Linked DNA regions of Rattus norvegicus: region 1 is linked to region 2. The links are chromatin contacts, called in public Hi-C maps. All regions are on one chromosome and are shown on one strand. The core of a region is the stretch at or near the end of the contact, and the rest is flanking DNA. Distances in the headings are between cores, read along the strand shown. Region 1 holds the start of Pop7 (POP7 homolog, ribonuclease P/MRP subunit). Region 2 holds the start of Irs3 (insulin receptor substrate 3).

Region 1 (6,099 bases), core at 1,765-4,264, 140 kb after region 2:
TCCATCTGCCTCTGCCTCTGCCTCTGCTTCTGGAGCGCTGGGATTACAGGCGTGGGTCAGTATTTCCAGCTGGGTTGTTTTCTCTCTTTACTTGTTGAGACGTGTGCATGTGCATGTACATGTGTGTTTTGCTTTCACGAGTCATGTCCCTGGTACCTAAGCCTTCAGAAAGCTGGGTTTACAGGTACCTTGGCACTTGGATTCCAACTCTTCAGTTCCAAGTTTTTACATAGTTTAGATACAAATCTTTTATTAAATATGATTTAAATATATTCTCCCATCCCATTGCTTCTTTTACCTTCTCCCCCTTTATAATAATAATTATATTACTATTATTATGTGTGCATGTGTGTATGGTGTATGGTGGGTGGCAGCATACATGTTCCATACATCACTGTTTGGAGGTCAGAGGACAACTGTGGTGTTATGTCTCTTCTTTAGGTCCTGGGGACCAGCCTCAGGTCATTAGGCTTGTACAGAATGCCCTTGACCCATTGAGCCATCGCTCCAACCCTTCTCTCTAGACAGGTTTTGTACCCAAGCTGGCCTCAGCCTCCTGCCCTCTGACCTCCACCTCCTGCGTGCCTGGACCTCTTGTGTACCACCATGTGCAGCTTTGTGCATCCTGTTTTCATACTAGTTTGGTCTTTCATAAAGGTTTTATTTTTGAGACAGGGTCTTACAGTGTAGTCTGGAGCTCTCTAACTTAAACTGGCTTCAAACCCATGACAATCCTCCTGCCATAGTCTCCTAAGTGCTTGCTTGTATTACAGTATGGGTCTTCGTGCCCAGCCTTAAAGGTTTCTGAGATTTTTAAATGTATTTATTTTGAGTGTGTTTGGGGAGTGTTCGTGCATGGAGGTCAGAGGACAGCTTCTGGGACTACACTTTCCTCTTCTATTGTGTGGGCCCCAGGACCTACCTCAGATCCTTAGACTTCACAATGGGTAGTTTTACCTGTAGGCCCTCCAGCCTTGAAATTTTGATAAATGACAGTTTATCTTTATTTCCCACTCCACCCTGGTCCTGTCTCTGAACTTGTTGCCTGACTAGCCTCCTGAAAATTTCCCTTACATTTTCTCCAATTGGTTTATAGTTAACAATTTCATATTCAGAGCCACTCGCCACACTGTGGTCTTAAGGCCCTTTTCTTTTCCTGGTCTGTTTCAGAAGCACTTGATACACAGTCTTTTTGCATTGTGCTATGTTTGCATTTCTGTCAAGAAAATGAATTGGCTGGAGCTATAACTCAAATGGTAGCAAGCACGAAGCCCTGGGCTCCTTCCCCAGCACTGCATAAATCAGCCCTGCTGGCCTCTCCTGTGATTCCCATACCTGGCACCTGAAGGTAGGCGATCAGACCTTCAAGGGCACTCTCACTGATTCGATGCCAGCCTGGCTGTGAGACCCTTTCTCCAGTGGCTTGGTTGTACTTGTGTGGTTCTGACTTCTCTATTTTATTGATTTTTCGTATCTAGACATCTGCCAACAGCACACTTTTCTTAATGACTGTATTTACATGGTAAGTCTTAAGGGGCTGGCAAGATGGTTCAGAGTGTCAAGTGCTTACCGTGAGAGCCTTTGATCCTCAGAACCCATGTAAAGGTTGAGGAATCGACTCCACAACGTGCCATAGTATGTTCCCTGCATCGAATCACTCTACACACAATACCCATAGCTGTAAAAGTAAATATATATTTAAATTTTTATATATGTGCCCTGTTGTGTCTGGGCAGAAGAGGGCATCAGCTCTCCTGAAGCTGGAGTTACAGATGACTGTTAGCCACCCAACATGGGTACTGGGAACCAAACCTAGATCCTTTGGGAGTCATCTTGAAGAGCAGCAAGTGCTCTTAATTGCTGAGATGACTATGAGTCCAACAACAATACAAAATTATTAAATTCAGTCTATTTATTTGCCACAAGTTTTAGGATAAACACATTAATATGGTGCAGTCATGCACACCTGCAACACTAGCAGGCCAAGGCAGGAGCATGAGTTTTAGGTTAGCCTGAGCTACATAGTTAAACCCTATCCTCCCCACCACAAAAAAGATATTTTGGTTTATATGTGCAACTCTTCCTGAGGTTCCCCTAAAATGTTCATTAAATATATAGATCAACTTGGAGCGAACTAAGGTCTAAAATGTTAAACCTTCCACTTTAACCGAAATCCCAAGAGTTATGGGTTGTAGCTCAGTTGAGTGAGTGCTCGATAATCTTGACACTCACAAGGTGGAGGCAGGGGAATCAACTTCAAGGTTGGCTATACAGCAGGGTGCACAGTTCTCTTTCCAGCCTTCAATCAGATTCTACCTACGTAAGTGGTCTGGAGCTATAGGACGAGGTCCTAAATACAGGTCTCACTCACATCTGCAGGGAACTGTCCAAAGGCTTTAACAATCTGGGCAGAGATCCAGTCCTCACTAACTTTAAGGGGTTAGGAACCCAAGTACTGCAGTTCTTGTCCCTTCCACCAGGGAGCGGCTGGTCATGATTGCCGGTCATGGAGGAGCAGCTTGAGTGCGGCGGGAGAAGACAGTTAAGAGGTGTGGCGGGAAGCTGCAAACGCTTGGCACCTAATGTGGGTCCCTTGCAGAGGGAGGAGCCCATTGTGGACATCCGGCCTTAACTCGATCCCTTCGATTTGTCGGCTTCCGGATCTCCCAGGACCTCGGGCGGGAGGTCAGCTGTCAATTCCACTGCTCTGAAGTGATTACAGACTTCCGGCCCCTGGGCGATCCCAGCTCCAAGGCTGACCCCGGGCTGAAGTTCCGAACCCTTTCTACCAACCCTGCTTCCCGCCTAGATCCATGAGTCCCGCCCCTCCAGGGGAGGGGAAAACTGGGTGATCCACACCACGCCTCTCTTGGGCCCGCCTCTGTCAATAAATCCCGCCTCTGCTAGCTAGTCCCGCCCTTCCAAGCGCTCAAGAATAGAACGCTTCGAATTCACAAATCTCGCGAGACTTAATTCCCTCGCACACGCGCACGAGAAAAGGGGCGGAGAGAACGGAGGCCCAGAAGGCCACAAGCTTATGGATTCCGGCTTGGAGCGGGGACACGCGTGCGCAGTGTGTAGCCCTTGCTGAAGAGACTGCCTGGCGTTCCTGTTCGGATTCTTTATTCTGCATATCGTGGGCAGCGGGGTCCACTTGGATCGGTCGGCGAGGTTCACACGAGTGAAGGGCACTGTGGAGGGAAGAAGGTAGGCGTGGAAACGCCGGGAATGGGAGCCACGTGATGAATGAATTAAAACTGGGAGTGGAGAAAGCGGAAGTGGAAGGGATTGAGACGCTAGGAAGGAAGAGGGCGTTGAGGGCGCCCCCTTCTGGTTGCACCCTTAGAAAGCTGGGCAGAAAAGGATTCTGTCATTCTTCCTGAATCTCGTTCCTTCTCCATGCCAGGACTTAGAGCATGGCAGAAAACAGAGAACCCCGCGGTGCCATCGAGGCTGAGCTGGACCCCGTGGAGTACACCCTTCGGAAACGACTTCCCCACCGCTTGCCGCGGAGGCCCAATGATATTTATGTCAACATGAAGACTGATTTTAAGGCTCAGCTAGCTCGCTGCCAAAAGCTGCTGGACGGAGGCACTAGGGGGCAGAACGCATGCACTGAAATCTACATTCATGGCTTGGGCCTGGCCATCAACCGTGCCATCAACATCGCCCTGCAGCTGCAGGCAGGCAGCTTTGGGTCCCTACAGGTGGCTGCTAATACCTCCACGGTGGAGCTGGTGGATGAGTTGGAGCCAGAGACTGACTCTCGAGAGCCACTGACTAGGATCAGGAACAACTCAGCCATCCACATCCGAGTCTTCAGGGTCACGCCCAAGTAACTGAAATCAAGCTGACTTTTCATCCACCAAGTCCTTTGTGCACACACATCCAGGCTTCATGTGGTTGAGGTTTCTAGGGGTTCGTATGGCTCTTGTTCTGAGTTCTGTCATGGACCGCTTCTCAGAGCTTGTTATCTCAGCGTAGAGAACTGGAAACGGAGAGCCCGAGAAGCGAATCTTCCTTGTCCCATATAATAAAATGTTAAGTTGTGTTGGTACCGGGCTTCGAATGGTCTCTTCTTCCTAGTGTGCTTGAATAGGGATGGTTCTTCCTGTGTGTACTTGAATGGGGTAGGAAACTTTGCAAATATTTAGGCCACAGGAAAGGAACCCACCTTAGACCACAATATGACAAATAAGGAGTTTGTTGAGTGTAACACAGAAGCTTAACTTGTTACAGTGTGCACTCAGGAAGGTTAGAGAGCAGACTCACCTACTGAGCCAGCTCCAGCTGGTTTGTCTCAGGCTCTCATAGTTACCAGGCTTGGGAAAAGAGAAGTTTTCAAGGTGAAGGACTGTGGATCTAATTCAGCGAGGAAATTGTGTTACCTAGTTGCCTAGCATCAATTTAGGCCCCAGGTTCGATCCCTAGGAACCCCAAGAATTATGACGGGGGAGGATTGGGGAGATGGCTCAATAGGAAAGGCACTTACTTGTCAAACAACCATGAGTATTTGATACCCAGAACTCATTTTATTCTAGGCACTGTAGCACGTGAATCTAATTACCATGGTTCTACAGTGAGATGGGCGGCAGAGACAGGAGAGTCCTCTCTAGCTTGTGGGCTGGCTGCTCCGGCATAAACATTAACAAAAAACCCCGTCTCAAAGTGGAAGGCGACTTACATGTGTACTGTTAACACATGTACCCGTACTCACAAACACATCAAAACTTGTTTTTTTTTTCCTTTTAAGATGAAGCCTAGCCTTCTAAGGATTAAGCTTCCCTGAACTGACAGCTTTTTTTTTTTTTTTTTGCTGGAGTTAAACCTAGGGCCCTTGTACACTAAGTCTATTGTTGCTGAACTGCACCTCAGCTCTTGAACGGACAGTCTTGACTGTCACACTTCCTGCTTCTGAAGAGCCTGTACGTTTCTGGCCTCTGTAGTGTAGAGTCTGAGATCGACCTGGTTCAGCTGTGTAATCTTTCTCGCCAGCTTGCTGCGATCTAAAAATCGCCTAGCAGACACACCTCTGGGCATGTGTTTAACTGAGGAAGAGTCTGCTCTTTCTGTGGATGGCACCATTCCATGGGCTAGGGGCCCAGACGAAATACAAAAAGAGGAATTGGAGGGGCTGCCAAGATGGCTCCAGGGGTGGGTAAAGGCAAAGCTGACAGCCTGAGTTTAATCCTTCAGAGCCCACATAATGGAAGAAAACCAACTCTGAAAGCTTTCTCTGGAGACATGTTGGATGGCTCTAGGAGCTACACAGTGGCTCACAGGTGTGTTTCTGAAAAACCAGCGGGTCCGGGTCTGATCACATACACATATTATCTCAACACTTAGGCAGGAGGGTTGCGAGTTTGAGACCAACCTGGGCTACATAGTTAATTTAAGGTCAGTTTGAGCTCCAGAGCGAGACTCTGTTTCAAAAGCAAACCGGCAGAGTGAAGAGACGCTTATACACTTGGAGAAAACCTTTGCCACCCATGCATCGGACAGGAGATTAATGCCTAGAATTACAAAGATCTCCGCAGATCACAGAAGATAAATCATTAATTAAAGAACTAATAAGCTGGGGCTGGGGATTTAGCTCAGTGGTAGAGCGCTTACCTAGGAAGCGCAAGGCCCTGGGTTCGGTCCCCAGCTCCGAAAAAAAGAACCAAAAAAAAAAAAAAAAAAAAAAGAACTAATAAGCTGAATAGAAAGTACTCAAAGCAGGAACTGGAGAGATGGGTTCGGTGGTCAAAAACACCAGCTGTTTTTCCAGACTCCAGTTCAATTCCCAGAACCCACATGGCTCCTGCAGTGCCAGGGCATCCAGCATCCTCTTTTGGCCTCCGTGGGCTCCAGGCACTCTCATGATGCACAGGTAATACTCACAAAAAAACCACATACAGATATAATTTTTTTTTCGGAGACAGGGTTTCTTTGTGCAGCCCTAGGTGTCTTGGAACTCGCTCTGTAAGACCAGGCTGGCCTTAAACTCATAGAGCTCAGCCTGCCTCTGGAGATGTACACCACTATCTCACCAAGAGGGGCGGGGAGCGAGTGCAAAGTAATAGCTTGGACAATAAATATTTGAAAAAAAAAAAAAAC
Region 2 (6,573 bases), core at 1,866-4,365:
GCTATGCAGACGACCGCCACTCTCGCTCAGGTCTGTCTGTCAACCAATCACCCATTGGCAGTTTCTGTGGGTGCTAAGCCTCCTTATATAGCTTACTCCCACCCCACCCCCACCACACAGAAGAATCAAGGCTATCCCACATGCTCTCCCCAGGGTTCCTACTCCTGCTAACAAGTGTGGTGCCCCCAATCTAGCAGAGCCTCAAATATTCTACTTCCTGAGTTGCTGGGGTTCCAGAACTAGGAAATAGGGGGCTGAAGAGATGGCTCAGTGGTTAAGAGCACTGGCACCACCTCCAGAGGTCTTGAGTTCAAATCCCAGCAACCACATAGTGACTTCTGATGCCCTCTTCTGGTGTGAGGCGAAGATAGCTACAGTGTACTACTACTACTACTACTACTACTACTACTACTACTACTACTACTACTAAATAATAATAATAATAATAATAATAATAATAATAATAATAAAATATGTGCTTAGGTAGAACTCAAAGCAGAGTTGTTGCTATAGCAACTGAGGTGCACCAGGCTTCTGGTACCCAGCAGATCAAGTCACCTGGTACGGCTTCCCTAGTGCTCACCTCCTCTCTGTTAGTCCACAGCAGGTCCTGCGGTGGCTGCTGCTTCCTGCTTTATCTTTTACCCAGCACTCCAGGGCTGAGTGACACAGAGCGCTTGGAGCAGTCTGTGACAGCAGATGTGATTTCACAAGGACAGATGTTTGCAAGATAACCAGGGAGGCGGGAAGATGGGACGAGACCATTCCTGGATAGCTTCAACTCAAGTTTCCTTGAGGTAGAGTCTTGTACACCACTGCATGCTCTAGACTTGCAGGCTAGAGAGCTTCTGAAAACCACCCTGTCTCCACTACCCTTCTCACTCAGGGGCCCCGGCTTTAAGGCTGTGCACTACCATGTCCAGCTCTCTGTGCATCCTGAGTACCCAGCTCAAGTCTCAAACTTGCACGAGTGCATTATTCACGGGGCCATCTTCCACTGTTTACCAACTGACCTCTGAGCATTTCTTTCAGCCCTGGGTGGGGCTCTGCCCAGTTGGGAGGCATCTGGGGCAGGCCTCAGGCACTAGATGCCCAGACCTATGTTGCTTGTTGACATGGGTGTCTGCCCTCATGCACACCCGAAAAGGTGCTCAAGGATGTCAACCAGACAGATGATGGTGGTGAACGCCTTTCAGCCCAGCACTTGGGAGGCATGGGTAGGCAGATGTCTGAGGCCAGCCTGGTCTACAAGGAGAATTCCAGGACAGCCAGGACTTCACAAAGAAACCCTGATTTGAGAAAGAGACAGACAGACAGACAGACAGACAGACATCACTTCACTGCTGCAATGATTTCTACAGTACTGAAGATCACAGATAAGCCCTAGGCCTCTGCTTGAGCTGCCCTTGAACTATCCTGAGAAAAAGACCCAGGTTGTCTTGGTTCTGTTTACTTGGTAGATGGGTTCCTTACCTAAGGGAGCCCCTCCCCAAAATACCCTTCCAGGGTCTCACAGGTTGGCCTTCTCTTCTATAAGTTCGTCTTTCCCCGCATGGGTTTTGCTGGCCACGCATTCATTAGGGAATGCCAGGTCTGCTAAGGCACCATGACTTGTCAGCTAAGCTTTGTCTGACAGAATGAGTCACGCCACTCCCTCACCCTTGTGACCCTAATATAGAGAAACAAAATATCCCAGGGGCTGGGGACATGGTTCAGTTGGTCCGTTCAAACCCAATAGCCCAAATTTGATCACCAGAATCCACATTAAAAAGTGGAATTCATGGCTTGCATCATATTCCCCATACTCCTAGAGCAAGATAGAAGACTTCCAGCAGGGTACATGCTTTTTATCCCAATACTCAGAAAGCAGAGGCAGGCAGATCGCTGAGATCCAGGACAGCCAGGGCTCAGAGAAACACACATGCACGCACGCACGCACGCACGCACGCACGCACGCAAAACCCCAACCACTACTATCATTAAAGCTCTCAGGCCAGCATGCCTGAAGTACACAGAGAGCGTCCCTGCCTCAAAAAGATGGAAAGCAAGAACCCACTTCCAAAAGTTGTCCTGCAACCACACGCAAGAGGCAACCTGCACCACACACATACTAAATATTTTCAAAGCTGGGTGTGGTAGCACGCACTGTAACCCCAGGCAGGGGAAGTGGAGTCAGACATGCTATGCCTGGGGCTTCCAGGACCACTAACCTAGCCTACTAGACGAGTTCCAGGCCAATGAGCCTGCCTAGAAAACAAGAGGGATAGCTCTTGAGGAATGATAGCAGAGGCTGTCTTCCGGCCCGCACAAGTATGTGCATTCGTGGTGTGTGATCTCCAGCCCCACCCAAACCTCTCAGGATGCAAAGGGTTACTGGGACATCTGCCACAGGATCCAGGCTTCTGTGACCACAGCCACCGTCAGGTTCGGGTTCGCATTTTGGCTTGATGGTGGTGAGGGGCACTTTTAGGAAGGTGTCCCGGAAAGACTAACTCCTTTTTCAAGTGTCTTTCAGTGGCCGTTTGCATGCGTGAGAATCTGGTGGGAACGGTCGGTAACCAGAGACCAGGGTTTCCCTATCCTGTGCTATGCAAACTCATCAAAGAGTCAGAGTTCTGCGTATGGCTCAGCAGCCACGGTCCCTGAAGCAAAAGCACAAGCATCGTCTCTGAGCCGGAAGGGAAAGAACACCGAGGACCGACAAGTAGAGGCTCAGTGAGGTGGCTCCTGCCTGGAGAACCGCTGCTCTCAGGATGGCCCGCTAGGCCGCTCTTCTAATCGCTGGTGCCACCACTGCTAACTACAGCTGCTTCTGCACCCTGGCTTTCTAACTTTCGGGCTTTCGAGATTGCCCCAGGCTGCCGCTGGCGGTACTCCTCCACCCCCATATCCAGTCAGCTGATTGGTAGAGACGCACCCCCCTCACTCCCCGCCCCTGTGAAAGTTCGGTCCCAGCGGTGCAGGACTCCTACTCTAGCCTATGAATCCTAAACTCAACTTCCTGCACTCGGGGCGTGGGAGGGTTAACTTGAAGGGGGTGGAGATTCCAACAAGGAGGCTGACCCAGTTGGATCAGCCTCCCTTAGACCTAGGAGTCCTGGTGTCACTGGCCACTGGGACACACGCACCCTGTACAGGCTCCTTGCCCACTCCAAGTCAGGAGAGGGCGTGGAGAGATGCAGGGCAGCTAGGCCGGTTGCAATCTTCCCAAGATTGCAACTTGTCCCAAGCCGGTGGTAGCTCAGGGGACAGGACCCATTCAAATTAGTCCTTCTGAGGACAGTTTACTGCCTTTGGCTGGAGATGAACCCTGCAGGTACGGGCCCCACAGTCTCCTCTGGGGGCGAGTCCACCGACGTGTCCCTCGGCCCGCCGTTTCCTTGGCCCTGCCCGCCCGACGTGCGGCTCTGTGGCCATCTGAGGAAGCAGAAGTCCCAGCGCCGCCGCTTTTTCGTGCTGCGTGCTGACCCACCACGGCTGGAGTGCTATGAGAGCGAGAAGAAGTTCTTGGCCAGCGGCTGCCGCCCACCTCGACCCCGGCGTACCGTTAGCCTGGAAGGTGCCTGCACTATTAGCAAGCGCGCGGATGCCCGTCAGCGCCACCTGATCGTCATCTATACCAGCGACAGCAGCCTGGGCGTGGCGGCGGCCAGTGAAGCAGAGCAGCAAACATGGTACAGCGCCTTGCTCGAGGTGCGCGCCACCGCCGCTGCAGCTGCTGCCACCGCTATGGGTGAGCCCTGGGTGAGCTACGGGGAGGTCAGGGGTTGCTGACTTAGTTTATCTTGAACCCATTTCTCTCAGGATCAACAAAGGTTCAAATCTTAAGCTTTTACACGTCTTGGTCACCTGGGACTCGGTGACCCTACCCCAGCCTCCCAGTGACTTGCCCATTCTCTCCAGGTTTCAGCCCCCAAGAGGCCCCTGAGTCTTGGATCTTCGCCCCGTTCCAGGACGTCTGGCCTGTGACACTGCGGTCCAAGGGGCTGGGGAGAGCACCAGGCCTGAGCAGCGGCAGCTATCGCCTGTGCCTGGGTTCTGGGGCCCTGAGCCTCCTGCGGAAGCCGGGAAGCAAAGGCTCCAGAGACAGCCGGGCAACGCCACCACCAGTCCTGCGCTTGTCCTTGCTCAGTGTGCGCCGCTGCGGCCACGCAGATTCCTTTTTCTTCCTGGAACTCGGGCGCTCAGCGCCCATAGGTCCTGGTGAGCTGTGGCTGCAGGCCCCTGATGCAGTGGTGGCCCAAAGCATTCATGAGACCGTCCTGGCTGCCATGAAGAGACTGGGGAGCAGTGCAGCCAGTGGCAAAGCTGAGGCACCGCTGGGAGATTCTCCAAAGGGGGCTTCTGCAGTCCCTGCCCCAGCACCATATGAGATCCCTGCTTTGGCACTGGCAGCACAAGCGAGAAGTCCGGGTGAGAGAGCGAAGCAGGACTACGTCAATCCACTGGAAAGGATGGGGTCAGCACCCTCCTACAGGGGGCCAGATCTGGGTGGGGACTACATCGCCATGGGAATGAGGAATGACTATGTGCACATGGGGGGGAAAGCTGCTGAGTACATGTGGATGGCGCCCCCAGGTCTCCCTCCCCCCACCCCTCCCAGGGTAGATCCCAGAAAGGAGCCTGAGGATTGTGAGAGCACAGAGTATATGCCCATGAACAGATTTTTACCGGGGCCTCTTTACTACGAGTTCAAGGCCAGGGAGCCTGAACATGGGCATTCTAGTGCCCAGTGTAGCATTAGGGACAGATGGAGACCCACGGTGGCTCAGCCCCGCTCTTCCCAAGGGTCAGAGCTCTCTGGGGACTACATGTACATCCCTGACTATCCCAGTGCTAGGCTGGGGTCTCTGGACAGCTGCCTCAACTATGTGGACCTGGACCTAGTCCCTCCCCTGGAGGTTCCTGGAGCGGCCCCAGGGAATAGTCCACATAGCTATGCCAGCATCAAGTTCTAGAACTTTCAGAAGATAGGGGAGGAGAACCAAGCATTGGTTAGGGAAGAGAGGAAAAGAAGAGAAAACCTTAGCACTGTTCAGCTCAGCTTCTGCACATAGGAGCCAGGGACTCTGAGGCCTTGTGAGGTGCTATGCTGCCCCCTTGCCTGCTCTGTCTCTTCCAGCTGTACCGCCTCAGAAACACCTCAGGAAGAAGTGCTCCAAAGAAATTAGACTCTTAAGAGAAAGTACTAGAACATCTCTCTGCACCCCCACCCCAAACCCAAACAACAAACAAATAAAACACCTACAGAACCAGTCTCGGGCGAGCTGTGGCTGAAGCATGGATGAATTCTCACCCTGGTTTGGGACAGCTCAGTCCCCTCACATGTTGGCAGCTAGATGCCATTGTGTCTTCTCAGCCAAAGAAGTATCCTAACCCGGTGTTTGCAAGGCAAAGCGTAAGTCCTAAGGCTCAGAAACAATGGGGGTGAGGGGAGCATCAGGGACCATGTTGGTGGCCCCCAAGCAGCCTGTCCTCCCCTGAGTCATCCTGCTAGGGTCTGAGTCAGGCTCACCTGAGCCTTCTCTGGGCCTGGGAGACCAGATCAATTTCCTTACTTCCCCTGCTGTGGACCCAACCCACCCATTAAAGGTGCCCTGCTCCCTGACTATCTTGGCTCAGTGGGCTTCCCTGCCCCAGGGAGTGGGTGACCTGGAGGAAGAATAATTGAGTGTAGTGGTGTAACGGGCCCAGCCTGCTTCTGCATCCCATGCCCCACTGCAGAGAGCCTGGTTTGCACACTCTGATTTATTGTCAACAAAACGGCTTAGGAGAGAAGACAGCCCCTGTGGAGGGAGGGGAGGGGACACTATGGACGGTGGTTATCGGGGTTCTGTGTGGGTCGTGGGTCAGTGCTTCCAGAACAGCTCTGGCCACCATTGGGGCCAGGGTCTTCAGAGACATAGGCAGGGTCTGGGCAGCTGGCAGAAGGCAGGGAGCTTGCCTGGGAGTCGGGGGTCTGCTCTCCCTGGCTCATCTGCAGCAGACCAGCAAGGGCGATCATCTCCGCCTCGCTGAGCCAGGTTGGGGGGCGGGCCTGGGAGGAGGGGGGGCGGGCCTGGGAGGAGAAGGGGCAGCCTTGGGAGGAGGAGGGCTGCACAGAGGAGGACATGATAGGAGGCGGGAGCAACAGCTTTAGTGAGCCCATTGCCTGAGAAGACGGGAAGGGAAGTTTGTCCCACTGGCTCTGAATGGAGAAAGGGAGAGAGAATGTAGGGAGGCTCATTCTCACCTGCTGAGGGGGCTTGGGCAGGTATAGGGGAACACGCTGCCCAGGGGATAGCAGAGGGTCCAAGAGAAAGACTTCTTCAGAGTTTCTCACTGGGAGCCCTGAGGAAGAGAGCCTGCTAGCTTGGTGGCCTTGGCCTGCCACCCTAGCCCTCAGTGCAGCTTCCTCAGCAACTTCACAACTGAGCTGAGGGGCCGAGAGAAGTACCTGTGCCCCTAGATGCCACCTGCTTCTCTTCTGGATGTCCTGAGGTAGTGGGCATCCTGCCCCAGTCATCATACATAGGCCAAGAAGGATGGCACAGGGTCCTGTTAGACAAAGATATCCCTGACCCACAGCTGGCC

The links. Hi-C and Micro-C count contacts between places; a contact is called where the count stands out from the background.
Region 1: a contact with region 2 is called in a Hi-C map of psoas muscle, with 2.2 times the contacts expected there. The contact joins the promoter of Pop7 here to the promoter of Irs3 in region 2. A contact is called at or near these places in 1 of 12 Hi-C or Micro-C datasets (psoas muscle) and 1 of 1 datasets of contacts at active chromatin or transcription factors (oligodendrocytes).

What each region holds. Positions count from the first base shown.
Region 1 is chr12:24,823,147-24,829,245 of GRCr8, forward strand. It overlaps Pop7 (POP7 homolog, ribonuclease P/MRP subunit), which reads left to right and starts at 3,015. Exons shown (of 2, transcript NM_001105918.1): 1 at 3,015-3,207; 2 at 3,407-4,056. The coding sequence starts at 3,417. The coding sequence ends at 3,839.
Region 2 is chr12:24,686,815-24,693,387 of GRCr8, forward strand. Irs3 (insulin receptor substrate 3) reads left to right here and starts at 3,116. Exons shown (of 2, transcript NM_032074.1): 1 at 3,116-3,733; 2 at 3,904-5,254. The coding sequence starts at 3,304. The coding sequence ends at 4,958. It overlaps Sap25 (Sin3A-associated protein 25), which reads right to left. Exons shown (of 4, transcript XM_008769160.3): 3 at 6,437-6,573; 4 at 5,734-6,330. The coding sequence ends at 5,810. It also overlaps a transcript of Agfg2 not described here.